Linked DNA regions of Macaca mulatta: region 2 is linked to region 1. The links are chromatin contacts, called in public Hi-C maps. All regions are on one chromosome and are shown on one strand. The core of a region is the stretch at or near the end of the contact, and the rest is flanking DNA. Distances in the headings are between cores, read along the strand shown.

What was found. Hi-C and Micro-C count contacts between places; a contact is called where the count stands out from the background.
Region 2: a Hi-C map of CD4 T cells shows a contact between it and region 1, with 2.5 times the contacts expected there. The contact joins two enhancer-like sites. A contact is called at or near these places in 2 of 14 Hi-C or Micro-C datasets (CD4 T cells and blood).

Annotation. Positions count from the first base shown.
Region 1 is chr13:60,402,037-60,405,177 of T2T-MMU8v2.0, forward strand. All of the region lies in intron 1 of LOC114671954 (a long non-coding RNA gene), which reads left to right. Among named protein-coding and RNA genes, the nearest start is that of LGALSL, 130 kb to the left of the region's middle. Within about 2 kb of position 1,490, at least 6 of the 40 cell types and tissues checked have an H3K27ac peak or open chromatin away from gene starts, as enhancers often do. A contact at or near this core is called in CD4 T cells and blood, where this site is marked.
Region 2 is chr13:60,510,876-60,514,256 of T2T-MMU8v2.0, forward strand. No RefSeq gene overlaps it. Among named protein-coding and RNA genes, the nearest start is that of PELI1, 71 kb to the right of the region's middle. Within about 2 kb of position 1,801, at least 12 of the 40 cell types and tissues checked have an H3K27ac peak or open chromatin away from gene starts, as enhancers often do. A contact at or near this core is called in CD4 T cells and blood, where this site is marked.

The DNA of each region.
Region 1 (3,141 bases), core at 240-2,739:
TGTTGACTGTTGGATCCTGGTGCCCAGTGTGGGGCCTGGCACGTGGTAGGTGCTTGGTAAATATTAGCTGAGTGAATAAATGAATGACTCACTCTTCTTCAAAAACTTTTAGGAGCTTCTCAATGGTATGGAAAAATGACATGATTCTAAAATCTGGTATTGGGGATCCTGCAATCAGATGCCTGCCTGCCTTGCCCGCCTGGTCCTGTGTTGCCAGACTGGAGTGCAGTGGCCCAGTCTAGGCTCACTGCAACCTCCACCTCCCGGGTTCAAGCGATTCCCCTGCCTCAGCCTCCTGAGTAGCTGGGACTACAGGCACATGCCACCACACCCGGCTAATTTTTGGTGTTTTAGTAGAGACGGGGTTTACATGTTAGCCAGGATGGTCTTGATCTCCTGACCTAGTGATCTGTTCACCTTGCTTCCCAAAGTGCTGGCATTACAGGCATGAGCCACCGCGCCCGGCCGTGACTCTGCCTTTCTAACAAGTTCCCAGATGATGCTGATGGTGCTGGCCCAGGACCACATCTTGCCCATATCACTCATCCTCCTCATCCTGCATCCCACCAGTTGGTCAAGGTCCTGCTCAGCTGCTACCTTTTTTGTCAATAAAACTGGGCACACTAGCAAAAAATGCACCCCACCCTCCACTCACCTCACTGCTACACCCCTCTGTGCCTGCCAAGACACTTGTATCTGAGCTATTTGGCTGTGTCTCCCTGACCTCAGGGGCCTAAAGTTCTCGTGCCTTTCCCCATACCCCACAGAATCTCATTTAGTACAGCCAGGGACATGCTGCCAGCTGGGGCAGATTCCATTCCATTCACTGGGACCTTAAAGAACTTCAGACTCCTTGATGCAGCACTCAGCCCGGGGGGTCCAAAGATGCAGGATGCCCAGAGACTGCCCTTGAGATTAACATCTGTTTTCTGGGTTATAGTCACTGCTCACTGAGCCCACTCTGCTGTCCTTCCAGCTGCTGGCCTGGGGCATGACTGACCTGAGCAGACCACTGGATGTCCTCCCTGATCTAAACCAGTGGGAGGTTCCTCTCACTAATACACAGTTCCAAGTTCTCAGCTTGACTTGCTGTCTTTGAGACTCAGAAGGGAGGTGTCACTTTCGGTGGTAAGCCACAATATGTAACTCACAGAGGGCAGTTAAGAGGCAGGTGAAAGATGTTTTGCAGCCTGTTGAAATGTCAGTGACTAAGACCCAGGGGTGCTCTGAGAACATTCTCACTTCTCAGTTGTGGGCACCTAAAAGGTTACTGTCCACCTGGTTCTCCTGCCACGTGGACTTATGGCATCATGCCCTCACATCCTCATGGGACCAATGGTAAATTATGGAACCTCAACTCAGCCTGCTTAAGTAAAATGGAAACTCTTTGCTCACCTTTGTGGCTTGGCCCAAGGTGACTCAGAATTGAAAAAGGAGGTACAGGAATCTGAGATTTAGGAACCATGTCTGTTCTCATACATGCCAGGACCCTCTCTCTGTCCATCCCATTCTCATCTCTGCATGTCCTTGTTTGTGGGCCTAACTCTCTCTTGCTGCATTCAGGAGAAAGGGTACCATGCCCACCAAGGCAGTGTGGAATGGAAGGGGGACTGTTCCCCAAAGGAGATAGGAGTGCTAGAGATCCACTCCAAATGGTTAGCAAATGTTAAGTCTTTGTCACAAGTCGGGCACTCTGCTGTTTTACATATATGATCTCATTTGATCCCCAAGCTGACTCAATGAGTCAGGTATGGCATTTTCTGGTCTGACAAATAAAAAGGCATGACACAAATCATACCTCAATCCCTTCTGCCAGCTCCAGTGCTGGCTTTGGGACAGCCAGAAGATGTGACCTGGATGGGAGGATGCATTTCCTTTGGAAATAAGCATATTATCCTCGAAGGAGGGCCCAAAAGCCAATGCTTTAGCTCTGGTTGTCTCTCTATCAGTAGTTATGAAGCTAACACCATAAATGTCAAGTTGTTAATTTTGGGTAATTTAGATCTCTCTATTAAACCATCATTTCTCTGTGAATCTACATTGAAGGGAGAGAAGTCCCATCAAGAAAATCAAACGGGTTTCTTCCACTGTCTCATCCAGCCAAGACACATATCCTTTAGGATAGTATTTAAAAAGACAGATGATCCGATTAGATGAGGATGAGGCATGGGATTCTCCCTCCAGACCATCTGCCATTTGGAGATGTTTTCATGGATCCTAGGACCCTACCCAAAAAAAGGACTCCTCTCTAGCTCTATTTCTGTGACCACTTCTTGCCTATATTTTCTCTAAGAAGAAATGGGAGTTGAGACTTGCTCACAACTTTACCATTAAGAGAAAATAAATTATAACAGAGCCTGGTCACTACCTGTCTGAGTGGTCCGCTGACCCACCAGGGGCGTGGCTCCTTGGCTGCTGAGTTTCTCAAGGCTGAGAGCAGCCCCTCCAGTGTTCTTACCTGACTGGGGACTTCATGCAGCCACAGGCACTGCCTCTTCTGCTCTCCATCACATCCTGACTCACAGCACAGTGGCTGGCACACAGCAGGTGCCCAAGAAGTGTTTGTTAAACAAATGAGCGATATCCCATTCTCCAGTGGTGCCTCAAACCATAACTGAAATCAGTTGGTGACTCCAAGTCAAGGTCACTGTGCTGAACATTATAGTTATAGGCAGCAGGGACCATCCTTTCCCAGGTCTGAAAGAAGGACCCAAGTTCCTCAGAGACATCCATGGTTCTTCTCCCTGGTCAGTTCTGAGGGCTCTGTTTTTGGTTTCATCAATGCAAATGCCAACTCTTTATGTAAATATTGTCATAAATTCCTTCTCAATATTCTGCTGTGCATTTGTTCAATATAAATGTGCTGATCACAGGCTTCAAATCTGGGCAAAGAATATTTGACTAAAGTCAGACAACCAGAGCTCCAGCTCTATGACCACTAGCAAATGCCAATATTTACTGCGCACTAACTATGTGCCTTATGCTTTATATGCATAATCTCATTTAATCCTCAAGACAATCCTATGTAAATGGTGCCATCATCATCATCTTGATTTTACTCATGAGGAAAGTGGAGTTTCTAGGGTGTAAGGACCTAGCTCAGTGCCACATAGCCACATGGTAACTACTTAGTTCAAGGTA
Region 2 (3,381 bases), core at 551-3,050, 110 kb after region 1:
TTTGTTTTTGTTTTTGTTTTTAAACACAACCTGGTTTCTGCTACTTCTCCCAACATATGGTGGAAAATACAGCTACCAATAGCTCAGATATTTACTATTACAGTCTTATGGCTCAAAAAAACTAAACTCTCTTTTTCTCCATCTTATTTTCAAGTTCCTGGGGAAAGATTTTGACTGGCCCAGCCAGGGTCAACATTATCCTTTAACCAAAAATGGGGTTATGTTCTTGAGTTTGGAAACTCCCACTATAACCACGTAGACAGTAGTACAGAGTCAGTTAATTCTGAAAAACAGTGTTGGCAGATAAGCCAACAGGTGTCTGCTACAGTATGTTGGTTTCTTCATGTCAGATAAAATCTATGTTTTCCATTATTCATTATTATATACATTAAGATTATTTTTCATTTTGAGAAACATAGACACAAAAGAACAGTCATTTAAACAAGACAGTTTATCTTTCATACGAAGCTGCAGAGGTAGACAAGCTTATGACATTTCTGTCCACTCATCTGCAGTGTTGCCCTTGTCTTTATGGTCCAAGATGGCAGCTAGAGCTCCTGCTTGCATCTCCATATTGGAGGCAACAGGAGAGAGAAGTTGCCATATACTTCCATTAGTACTTTGCAAGGGAAATTGGAAAATAGCTGCTTTTTTTTTTTTTTTTTTTTTTTTTCTGAACAGCTACATGCCTAGCTTAAAAATCAGGGGTTCTATCACTGTGGAAGAAGAGAACACATATTAAGGGACCAGTAGCAGTCTCTGCATTTTGATTATTCATTTTTAGAATACATAAGGCTCTTAAGCTAGAATAGTTTCTTATTTATTTTTAATTGACAAAAATTATATATATTTATGGAGTACAGTGTGATTGTTTGATCTATGAATACATTGTAGAAACAGTCAATCAAGCTAATTAACATATCCATCACCTCATCAACTTATCAATTTTTTTGTGGTGAGGATGTTAGAAAGCTATTCTTTTAGCAATTTTGAAATATACAATACATTGCACTGAATGATGACCACAGTTAAAAGAGCTTCTTTTTAATACAGAAAGAAAAAGAGTAGTCATCATCAAGTAACAGAGTTTAAAAATACAATTCAAGTTTTGTACCCACATAATTGAAATCGAAATACATTAAAATAACAGAAAAAAATATACAAAACACTGCCATTGTTTACTTATGTCATTAGTGGCCTTCAAATAAAGGCAATTTTGTGTCATAGTGAGAAGCTATCTGCCAGACAGTGACAACCAGTTCATGTCACTTTTGACAAAACTCTATGTAAATTCTGTAGGTTTGTGGTATAAAAGGAGACAGATTAATATTCCTTAAACTCAGTCTCAGTCTTAGAAACATGAAATGCTGAAAAGCTATTTTTTAAGCTCAGGAATCTTCTCCCACCCATTAAATTATCAAAATGGAAATGTCCAAAATGACCAGGTGTATTTGCTCAACTAAAAAATAAAAGTGTTCCAGTTCTGCTTACTGCAATGACAGCTTGTAAAGCCTTCATCAAAGGAGGCTTTACAAGTTACAAAGCAAGCCTTTGTAACTTGCTTTTTCAAATTATGATTAATGGGCCTACTCTTTTCATAGCCAGTTTCCAATGGAAAGAAGATTCAAGTAATATTCTCCATGCTACTGTGGTCTGTTCTTAGTGGTGACTACTACAAGCCTGACTCAGTCAATTTAGATTTAGAAAAAATAATGAAGCTTCAGTCTCATGCCTGTGAATGAATGGAGTGTAGAGAAAGGGATTTTTTTTAGTACCTGAAAAGTTCCAGCAAAACTAAGCCTCATTGCCGAGGGTGTGTCAACTGTTCAGGGCAACACCCTTCCTGCAGTTAGGTAGTACAAGAGCACAGACGTCAAGTATTATTTGGTGACAAGAATAGAACATTATTCTGAGCAAAAAAGTGTTATTCAAATTCTACCAAAGCACACAGATGCTGTGACATGGTAATTATTCTAAGAGTGATTAATTTAGAAATTACCTAACCTTTTTGGTTTCTATTTTCGATGACATTTGTAATCTAAATGAGCAACAAACCTGTGCCTCTCTGGCTTTTACATCAAACTCCAAACCTGATTTCCACTTTTATTTTAGGATCAGCAACTCGTTTATTAGCGTTTAGTCTGTATCTCAGCAATATAGGGCCATTCTAGGGCCATTCTAGGGCCAGGTGATCTGCAGACAAGGAATGGAGAAGTAAAAGAAATTACTGCTATTGTTTTCGAGCAAAGCAGGAGAGTAACACGTCACCATTTGACGTGCTGCCCCTAGAGGTCTGAGCAGAAGAGGAAGTCATAGAATGGCTGATCTTTGCTGAGTGTTGGGACTTTGGCCTCTTCCTGTGAGTCAACAAAATAATCAATCCAGCATTGGTTGTACTTAATTAAGTTTTAGATCCTCAGCAGATCCTCTTATTAATCCATTCTTTTAGCAATAATTTTTCTAGCACCTGTATCTACGGGGCTCTGTGTTAAACTATGGGTATACACAGAATCATCAGAAAGGGGCCCCATTCTCAAAGAACTTACCATCCAGTGATACTGTATTAGTTTCAGTTATAGGAATAAGCAGCATGCATTTAGGAAATGATTGACAGGAAATATGTACAAATGATCATAATGGTTAGATGGAATTATTGGTAATTTTTAAAACTTCCCCAAATTCCTATGATGTTATCATATTCCTATAATTACATTCCTCTAATGCTTTGAATTTAAAAATACAACAGTAATCTCAAGCCCTGGTATTGAAAATTGAGTGATAAATTTTGATTTCTTCAAATAAAACTACTTTAAGTAACATAACCTCCATTATAAATTTTTAAAGTGACTTTTTAAAAAGAGAGATCAACTATTTAATCATAACACGGATTCTATCTATCATAGCATAACACAGTTATTACAGCAAATCCACTTAAGTCTTCTGGGGAGGAGGGAAAAGGGCATGGGTGAAAACCACAGAATAAAATATCTTGGACTATTTTAGGCCTTCCAATGAGGGCAGTGAGATGAATGGCCCTTTTTAACCTCTATACAAACCATGTTGTCACTTACTATGCACCTATGATGTAGTGGCTAGGCTTACCAGAAAACACTCTTAAGCAGCCTCAGAAATGTTGAGTCACTTGTACATGTAATCTACCTCATAATACTGAGAAAAGTACTTGAACTGTCTCAAAAAAGAGAAGTATTAATATAAACTTGTGACAGCTACAGTGGTCATCAGATCTGGACCAACTGTAGTCAATGGTTTTACCCACAAGCCAGCTTGTGAGTCAGAATCCCACTTATTTTCAGCTGAAAACACCGGTGATAGGAATTCAAGGCCTCTACCCAGTGCTATGAACACTATGAGTACTCTCCA